Regions from separate parts of the Anas platyrhynchos genome. Here region 1 is linked to region 2. The links are chromatin contacts, called in public Hi-C maps. All regions are on one chromosome and are shown on one strand. Each heading gives the region's core, a stretch centred on a gene start, on an enhancer-like site or on the middle of the called end of the contact. The rest is flanking DNA. Distances are from core to core; before and after follow the strand shown.

The links. A called contact is a pair of places that touch in the nucleus more often than the background predicts.
Region 1: a contact with region 2 is called in a Hi-C map of F5 follicle, with 1.9 times the contacts expected there. The contact joins two enhancer-like sites. A contact is called at or near these places in 2 of 8 Hi-C or Micro-C datasets (F5 follicle and small yellow follicle).

What each region holds. Positions count from the first base shown.
Region 1 is chr1:78,487,552-78,492,195 of IASCAAS_PekinDuck_T2T, forward strand. The region is part of intron 1 of NTF3 (neurotrophin 3); the gene reads right to left. The region is part of intron 3 of LOC119714168 (a long non-coding RNA gene); the gene reads left to right. Among named protein-coding and RNA genes, the nearest start is that of NTF3, 28 kb to the right of the region's middle. Within about 2 kb of position 2,595, at least 2 of the 8 cell types and tissues checked have an H3K27ac peak or open chromatin away from gene starts, as enhancers often do. A contact at or near this core is called in F5 follicle and small yellow follicle, where this site is marked.
Region 2 is chr1:78,420,926-78,426,068 of IASCAAS_PekinDuck_T2T, forward strand. No RefSeq gene overlaps it. Among named protein-coding and RNA genes, the nearest start is that of NTF3, 94 kb to the right of the region's middle. Within about 2 kb of position 1,891, at least 4 of the 8 cell types and tissues checked have an H3K27ac peak or open chromatin away from gene starts, as enhancers often do. A contact at or near this core is called in F5 follicle and small yellow follicle, where this site is marked.

The sequences.
Region 1 (4,644 bases), core at 1,345-3,844, 67 kb after region 2:
CAAGAAGTGATTGCAAGAGGGCGGGTGAAGTCTGCCAGTGATCTTGTTCTCATGTACCAGCTCTGGTATTGAACATAGTTTACATCTTCTACAGTGATTTGCCATTGTTTCCATCTTAACATCTGAAGGCTGCACTATCTCAGAAGACCACAACCCAAAGAACTGTAGAATTTTCTCTGTGTTGACATATCTTCCATGTTCTCTATTTTATTTTATTTTATTTTATTTTATTTTATTTTATTTTATTTTATTTTATTTTATTTTATTTTATTTTATTTTATTTTATTTATTTTATTTTATTATTTTATTTTATTTTATTTTATTTTATTTTATTTTATTTTATTTTATTTTATTTTATTTATTTTATTTTATTATTTTATTTTATTTTATTTTATTTTATTTTATTTTATTTTATTTTATTTTATTTTATTTATTTATTTTTATGTTTACAATGCTTTTATTTGACTCCAGTTGGCACGCCAAGAGATTACAGGCATCAAGTTTCACCTCACAAATCGTAATAGCCATAAGGACTGTATTTAATGAAGTGAATCCCACCTCAAAAGAATGAGACTGCTTTTGCTATATTATTATGATAATCAACAGTTAAGTTGGCATTTGCCAGCCGTAACCACAGATGTCATCTTTGAAGTGTGAGAAAAACAGCACTAATGTCAAATACCACAGTGTGGGAACACTTGGCATACACCACCAGCTTAAGAAAATCAAGAATTTGGCTATGCTCCTGGAAGATACTGTGGTTGAAGTGACATAAATATATAATTAGGAGAATCCATACATCAACAGGAACTGCACCCACTTTAATGTTAAAGTGATGGGGAAAGCACAACATTTTTCATTGTTCTTCACTTCTTCTGACATAGAGGTATCTGAGGCAAACACATATCTGACTTTGATTTTAAGAAGACTCCTGGGAGGGTATCCTTTAGATTTCAACTCCATGTGTACAATAAGCAGAGCCTGCACAGCAATGCCTTTGAGCCATGAACCACCATTAAATCACTGTCCAGTAGTAGTGTTCATATTTGGCTAGTGTATGTCTTGCTCAGTTCCAGTACAGTAAGTTCAATAGGCTTGGAGCTGAACTGCAGTACAGCCATTAATCAAAAACCCTATAAAATTGAGTTCCAGGAATTTATAAATATATAATACAAATATGAGCTGTGGGATTTTTTCTGTAAACACTCCATCTCAGAAATGCTTCATGTCTCCCCAAGCACCATAACTTCACCAGCTAGCATAGATAGTTCTAGCTCTTAATTTCTATGTACAACAGCGTTGTCTTGCTTTGTATCCCTGCTTTTCAGTTCACAGTCATTGTGAAGGGGAGAGAGCAAGAGGACATCTCACCACCACAGAAGCCTACCTGTTTTTTTTCATTGGACAAACAGGGCATGACCTTGTAAGTCAAGGACCAACATCCTGTGTTTTTTCTGGAATAAGGGAACAGGACTGAATCTTCCCACCCACTTGCCAGCAGCCATGAAATATCAGTTCAGTGCAACTCCAAAGTCCTTAGGAATCTCTCCATTAACTTTATTTGGATTGATCTATGGGGTACTAATAATTTAACTTTAAGACTGGACAGAAAATAAAGCACTATTTTGCTTTTTCTAAAGGAATGTTCTCTCTGTTTTATGCTTTCCTTTTATATGAAAACTTCCTTTGCTCTTCTTCACTGCCATTCTACTTTAAATACCCCATTTTTATCTGTCTTAGACAGAAATCTGAAACTGGAAAGTGTCCCCTTTGTTTCTATCTCCTACTGAGACCACTTGACTAGACCTTGCAAAGTGTTGATAAGCGATCCTTTTGGAGAGGAGGAGTTGAAAATGGAGATCACTCTCTTGGCCTTTCAGGAGTAACGTGAAAGACTTTCCCAGTGAACTGATTTGCTTACATATACTTTGAAATGTTACGTTTTGTCTTCTCTTAGGCCAGACTATGTTGTGATGGCATAAATACATGCTGGTCTCTGAAAAAGTTCTGTAAAGTAGAGTTACTTGAGTTTTCTTATGGATGTTTTTTATTGTTTTTATTTTATTATTTTATTTTATTTTATTTTATTTTATTTTATTTTATTTTATTTTATTTTATTTTATTTTATTTTATTTTTACTTCTAGTTTGTCATAAGACCATGCCTCAGTAATTTATAAACCACTTAAAACATTCATTGTAGACTAAGTAAATGGAAGTAATGTTTAATTGTTCATTTTTTAGTGGTGATGCAGAATGTAATACTGCATATGCAGTTTACAAGGCTCCACCACTAGCATTTGGACTCCATTTTAAACTTATAAATCAAGTGCTAAGTATAGTGCTTGTTTGTATCTGTGAAATATTTCCTTCTCGTTTGTTCTTATCAACCTCTAGTAATGATATATACATATGTCATGTAAGACAGTAAATATGCAGAAGTTCCAAGGAAAATTTCAGTGCCATATCTCTGCTGATTAATGTTTGAAACTAGCATAAAAGCTAGAACAAAGATAACCTTTAGCATAGTCTAGAGGAATGAACACAGCAGATAAATACTCTCCTATGGAAAGTGCAACAGCAGAACTGATATGCCACCCAGACTCCATTTCGAGGATTACAGACACTTGTGTTCTCCTCTAGCCTTGTTTGTTCATTCCAAGGTGTATTTAGTTCAGTCTGGTAGGCGGGAAATTACATTTTTTGTCTTCATTTTACTGCCAGCTGTAAGCTAAACCATGCTTCTTGAAGGCTGTAGCAATGAATTCATTAAATATTGGAATCTAGGGTCACTGTGCTCGTCTGTCACTGTAAGTCCATGACTCTATTTTCTGCAGTTGTGCTCTGTGGACAAAGAGCCTTTCCTACATGATGCAACTGTGAGAATTAACAGCTGAGGATTTGCACAGTGCTGTGGACACTAGCACTACTAAAGCAAGAAGAAATGGAGAAGGACCATAATTGTATACCTGAGGGTAAAAGCGTGAACACTGCAATTCAGTGTAAGAACACAATCATAGAATGGTTTGGGCTGGAAGGAACCCTTAAGGATCATCTAATTCCAACCCCCCTGACAAGGGCAGGGACACCTTCCACTAGAGCAGGTTGCTCAAAGTGCCATCCAACTTGGCTTTAAACACTTCAGGGAGGTGCAGCTACAATTTCTCTGGACAACATGTTCCAGTGCCTCACCAAACTCTGAGTAAAGAATTTCTTCCTTATATCTAATCTAAATCTACCCTTTTTTAGTTTAAAGCCATTACCCCTTGTCCTATCACTATGCCCCCTGATAAAGAGTCTCTCTCAAGCTTTTCTGTAGGCCCCCTTTAGATACTGGAAGGCTGCTATAAGGTGTCCCCAGAACGTTCTCTTTTCCAGGCTGAACAAGCACAAGTCTCTCAGCCTATCTTCATAGGAGAGGTGCTCCAGCCTTCTGATTAACCTTGTGGCCCTCCTCTGGATTTGCTCCACCATGTCCATTTCCTTCCTGTGCTGGAGGTCCTGAAGCTGAACACAGTACTCCAGGTGGGGGTCTTAAGAGAACAGTGTAGAGGGTTAGAATCATTTCTCTTGACCTGGTGATCACTTTTTAAAAATTATTTTATTTTTTATGCAGATCATAGTATAGAGGAAAGATATTAACAAACTGTCTAGCAACCTCATGTTACTGTTTCAGTGAAATTCTGTTACTAACATATACAGGTTAAAGACTACAAACCAGACTTATGTTTGTGTTTCTAAGTGGCTATTTCATAAGGAAATAATAAAATATGAGCCAAGACAGCATCACCAGGATAAATGTTTTCAGAAAGCCCTCAATACAGCAGACATTCTAGTAAAGACCATTTGCCTTTTAATTGTCACAGCGAGCTAAGGGACAGACTTAGGTGCCCATAAACTAGTGTCTTGTGATTTGACATGCCCAAGGGGATTCAGTGTAGCTTCCAATAAGGCACATTGCCCTGGAAAAGCATGGGTCTTTGATAAACCGGAACTAGATTTGTATGGATGTTTCAGGCATTTCAAATATCTCTTAGATACTAACACAAGTTAACTTCTCCCTGACAGTATATGAAAATGAATCCTAATGAGATTGTATCTAGCAGCATATATCCAGTATTCTTGCTTTATGGTCCAGTGATATTTGTTATATAGCATTGACCAGCTACTATGCATGAGAGAAGTCATAGTTCATTTAGACCAGATCTTGTTTGTCATGTAAGCTTCCTGCATTGAGAAGGTGCTCAATTTGCCAGAAAAAAAAAAAAAAGATATTTGACCCTCTTACATTACAATGTAGCAAGATCAGCCCTGCTTGGTTAAAGGATGAGGTAGGCACAGGATGTCCTTTCAACAACTAGGGATGCTACAGCATAGCAACAGATTGCTTAGAAAATGTCTAAAGTTTTCATCACCAAAAGCCATCGAGAACAAGATAGATGAGTAGATATTTATATACAGAGAGCAAGAGTCTGGGAGCAAGAGTTTGGTCATCTCCTCATGCCCATTTATGAGGCTATATGATTTTCTTGTCTGAATCTTTCTACTTTTGAAAACTCTAGGACTACCGCAGAAGGAGAGAGAAGTGTGTCTCATGTATAAGAATGTTTGCAAATTTGGGTTGATGGACAACACAATTTGCACGG
Region 2 (5,143 bases), core at 641-3,140:
TAGTGATAAAGAAGTATATAAAAATGGGGAAATGATGAATCAGAGTTCAGGCAAAACATCAAAATGGAGCATGCATTTGTTTGTCCATTTGTATTAAAGAATAAAGGCTTTGGCTCCTGGATCAGTAAGGTGGTTGGAAGGAAATCCACCTTTGAGGTGGCTTGAGACAAATTATTAGAAAGGATGAAGGTAAGATGATATAGAATTGCCTTGACAGTTTTGAGGTGTTCTTCACCTCTTAATTTACCAGCTATCAGGAATAACTGTAGGCAGCCAGCAGGGAAAAAAAAAAGAAAAGCATAGGCAGTGCAATAGTTCTGGGAAGAACTGTTGTTATACTGCTTACCTGAGCAATAGCCACTTTCCTTTTGAGCTCAGCTTGTTCTACCTAGGTGACTGAGGATTTTGAGGACAAAGACTGCCTCTATTCACCACTATTAACTTGGTCAAGAATTCTCAAAAATAATGTTTTTGTTTAAAAGTTATCTGGACTTAGTTAAGTGTTCCAGGGAAATGTTTTTTAATTAAATCGAGTAAGATCTGGCAGGGACATGAGGAGATGTTGGTCTGGAGCAGGCTGTTGGCCTTGGAGAAGCTAACAGCCCACAGCTCACCTTCCTCCTCTGAAATGAAACTCAGGTCCATGACTCTGCAGTGGCTCTTCATAAGGGTCAGTCCCTTTCACCCAGGAAGAGTGTTTAGTTATCTGTACAGCCTAACAAGAGCAATGAGTTTCTTAACTTAATGGCAAAGCATCTGGACAGAGAACAGGAAAGCCGGTATTTGAACAAGGGTGTCCTCTTGCTTTAACTAAGGATGTCAATTAAACACATTACTCAAAACTGCTTGGTAGGAAGTATGTGACTGACCTTTTACTGAATGAAGAAATTACATGGTTTCACTACAGTAGACAAACTTGTAATATGGAAACACTCTTTCAATGGAAAAAAGTCATCATCAGCTCTGTTTACTCTGTTATACTTCAGGTCTTACTGTAAAATAAACAGCAAATGTTAACTCCTGGAGATCAGAGTATATATGCCTCATTTATAGCAAGTTTCTGTGCTGTAATAAAGTGTGCTAAATCCTTCAACCAAGATCAAAATCTAACCATGTACTAAGCATGCAGTTAAGATAGCATTAATGTGTGTTATATTTAATTAATCAGAAAATTAATAAGCTCAAGTCGAACACTGATTCCTTTCTGGTAACTAATTATACACTTCTCATCTTGAAACAGTGCCAGATACATTTTTTTGCCCATCAGTTCTGGTACTTCATCCAATTTTGTTATTAGTGTTTAACTGTACATGCAGTGGGATTTAAGAAAGGAAATTTAGTGTCTTTTGCTGTCTATCTACATTATTTTATTTAAAAAAAAAAAAAAAGTCAAAATAAATGGCCTGCCTCATGGATAATTGGGTTGATCTTAAGTTTTGATCTTTAGTTTTTGATTTTCCAGAAAGTAGCACCTCTACAGTCTTCTATAAAGCTCATCTCTGGAAAATATTATGCTTTCTATCAGCTCACTTTGCCTCTCATGAGCTCATTCAAACTCCTACAGAACTACTTGTTCTTAAAGTCTTCAGTGTTTATATCTCAGTGTCAGGGCAGCAGAGATTCCTGAGTGATATTCCACGTATCCATTTTTGGGACAACTTTTAACTTGTTCGCTGGCAGCAGCAATTTTAGCCTAGGAGTATGTTATGCTTACAAAGTCCTTGCCATGAGTTTACAACCAAGAACACAGTGGAGAATGATAACAACAACAACAAAAGCAAACTACATTTTCCCCCCACAGGAAACTGTAGTTACAGTGATATGATGCATTGCCAGGCAGATATAACTAAGCCAGCTCTGAATGAAAACATAGATAATGGGAGCAGTGGACCATATCAGCTTGGTGCTCTAATATTTTGGTTAGGAAAAGCATTGCAAATCAGAGAGCTCAGTAGAGGGTAAGAGGCTGAGGCAGGCGCCCAAAATATCTTTTTGCACATTGCACACTGGCAACAAAAACAGTGTGCTTATTTAATGAAATAAAATAAATGCTTTCCCAGCTACAGAGGCTAGAAAGACACCATAGCATAACAGGATCCATCTGTGATCTTTCTTCATTGTTTTTCCTTATATTTGGTAATTTCAAAACTGGTGTATAGAGATTAGGCTTCTTTGTGATTTTGTATGGACTCTTCTTCTATAGGTGACAATTATTCTCCAAAATAATTATGTAGGATATCCATAATAACTATACAACCCCAAACTGGTTGCTGTCCATTGATGTATCTAATGAGAGCGACATGTCCATGATATGCTTCACCTAATACCCTTCCTAAATATCTCACTGTGCCTCCTGAAGGCCCTCCTGCTTCTCCTGAGTATCAGTGCTATCATTGCTAATGATATCCCAGTTGCCCCTGAAGTGCTAGAAAATGTTGTTTTGCTGGTCAAAGATATGAAAGCTGAAAACACAACAGTCATACGCTTTCAGACTGTACACCCATGTCAGGAAAGCCTTGTGAAAGAGCACCAAGCAACACTTTTGATTTTGAAAATATGTTGCCTGGAGGCCAGAAAAGAGAGTGAGGTCTGTTACCTTCAGTCCTTTGGAGATTTAGTGTATTTACTATTTGCCAGTCTGTTGGTACAGGTAGTTCATGTGCATACATGCAGGGACTATTGAAAAAGCTGTATTGCCTCTGGGTCTTGTTTCCATCAAAAGCATAAATTATGAATTTTCCCTTTGTCCTTTTACTTTTCTTCATGTCCTTTCATAATATAGCTCTGGTGACTGTCACCATTTTTTTCTGCCTTGGCCCATCCCTCTTGATGTTTGAGTCATTATTTTTTCCATTGTCTATCTGACATAAATAAATCACCTCTTCAGAAGTGTCCTTTTCCCAGGGCTCTTGTTTTACCAAGTGGTTTATGACTGAGACATTGGCATGGGAAGCACAGGTTTGTTCTTACTCTTTAGAATTGAAAAGAGTCACTTGAGGATCTATTCTGTTACCCCCATATAATCACACTCTGCTACCTGGAGATGCTTAGGATTGGAAACATCCCAATAGGGCTGTCAAATTTGACACAAGCCCTACAGGAGACCTGTGCCATTCTGTAAGGACAGCTGGAAGTGATATGGGTTAAGCTCAGAGATTTCAAATGAACAGAGACAAATAGATAAGGCTACTGACTCACCTTGGGGTTCTCCTTTTGCCCAGTTTCCTATCTGCACAGTTCTGTAAACAACACTCACATTTTGCAGCCAGCTGAGGGCTCCTCAGTAATATTGCACAAAACTGACTTTTGCTGCCTTACAGTTGAGAAGCTCCAGGATGGATGCTTCTGCCATAGGAAGTGTAAGAAGGGAGGTATGTGAAGGAACTGGAAGGGAACAAAAAGGAGAAAAGCCCTGGAAAATTGGATTTTCCAGACCATATGCCACAGGATATGTGAAATGCTGGGGGGTAAGTGAGTGTTGTTTCTTTGTGGGGCTGATTTCCCTGCAACAGATACTGACTTGCCGTGCAGATTGATGGATAAGTTGATTGAGGAGTTGAAAGGGTTGTTCAAGTGCATGGCCTCAGGTAACAGCCACCCCCTCAGGAGAGTAGGTATTTGAGAAGCTTGTGGATGTCTGTGTACCCTTGGGATTTCAATCAATGCAGCTCAGCATGGACATGAGCTGGGTGGTACGTGGGCATAAATGACACCTCCTACAGAAGAAGGGACCAAAGAAGGGGAGGAAGCTTACAGTCAAATACTCCATAAACAAGATAAAACTGAGATTAAAGATTCTGTGAGCTCACAGAATCTTGGTGTGAGCTGTGAACTCAAACACTGCTCAAGAATAATAAAAAAAAGGGGAGTGGGGAAGGGGCAAGTTTTATTTTCTTTACCTTTTTTCTAAGTCAAATTTCTGAAGTTATTTATCTCCCCAGAGACAGGAATACGTCTTTTGTGGCACTGGATCTTGGATAACTTGATAGTTTGGGCCAATCCACATGTATCTTTAGGCATCCAAGTATTTTTACACTCCTACTAGCCAGTATCACAAGAAGCTACTGTGGTCACAAAGTGACTGGACAAAAAAGACATATATTTATTCACAGATCTTCTAATCCAAGGGACAAATGTTGAGTTTTAGAGGACTCAAAGTACTAGACTTCCAGCATTTTCATGGCAGTGGGAGTCCAGATGGGGGAAGGGAAGAAAATGTTGAGATTTTGGGAAATCTGAGAACCTGTGGCAGTGAGGACTGGGGTCTTCTGAATCTGAGTCTGGTCCTGGCCTGTTGCCCATTTTGTGGCATATCTCAAAGTCTCTGATTATCTACGTGAGGTATCTAAGTGTCAATCCCACTCTCCTATCAGCTAAATACAAATAATTTATGGACATGTCTTAGAGTTCTTTGGTACTAGTTGTATGCCGGAAACATCCAGGAACCTAAAAGTTACTAAAGTCTCCTTTTATGAAGTACAGTATGTCCCATACTAACTTAAGACTTCATTTTCCCTGAACAAATATGTATGACAAATGGAACTCATTGCTGCAGGATATTGTGGAGGGAAATGTAATGTCAGGGGAAGGGAGAGAAACTTCATATTAAACTGAGCTAGGTTTACACTAACTGGTTCATTCTTGACAGAATCTTAACTTAGCCAAAGGACAAAATATTGTCATTTGTCATGGGAGTTTGAATGATACTATATAAAAATATTGGAAAAAAAATCAAGCATTTCAGCTTCTTTTTTGTCTCATGATAAAACTCATCCAAATTTTTCAGATTCCAAAATTTATATTGCTTTACCTTTCACAATGCTAAATGTAATAGGGGAAAATACAAGGTCTTTATAGTAATATCTGCCTCCTCTCTCAGTTGCCAACTTAATATTCTTGTTAATGGTGTTTTACCTGAAAAATACAAATTTGTGCTGAGAGTGATATGTTGTCTGGAAATGAAATCCACAGGCAGGGCTGGCAGTTAGGTAGAACATCCCCTTCTCTCCTCTTCCTTCTGCCACCCCCCCCACCTTTTTTTTTTTTTTTTTTTTTTTTTTTTTATTGCAATTACTGTATATATCTGTGTGCATGAGAGAGAGAAAGATTGACTGCGGCTTAGAAATAGGCGATGATCTCAGAA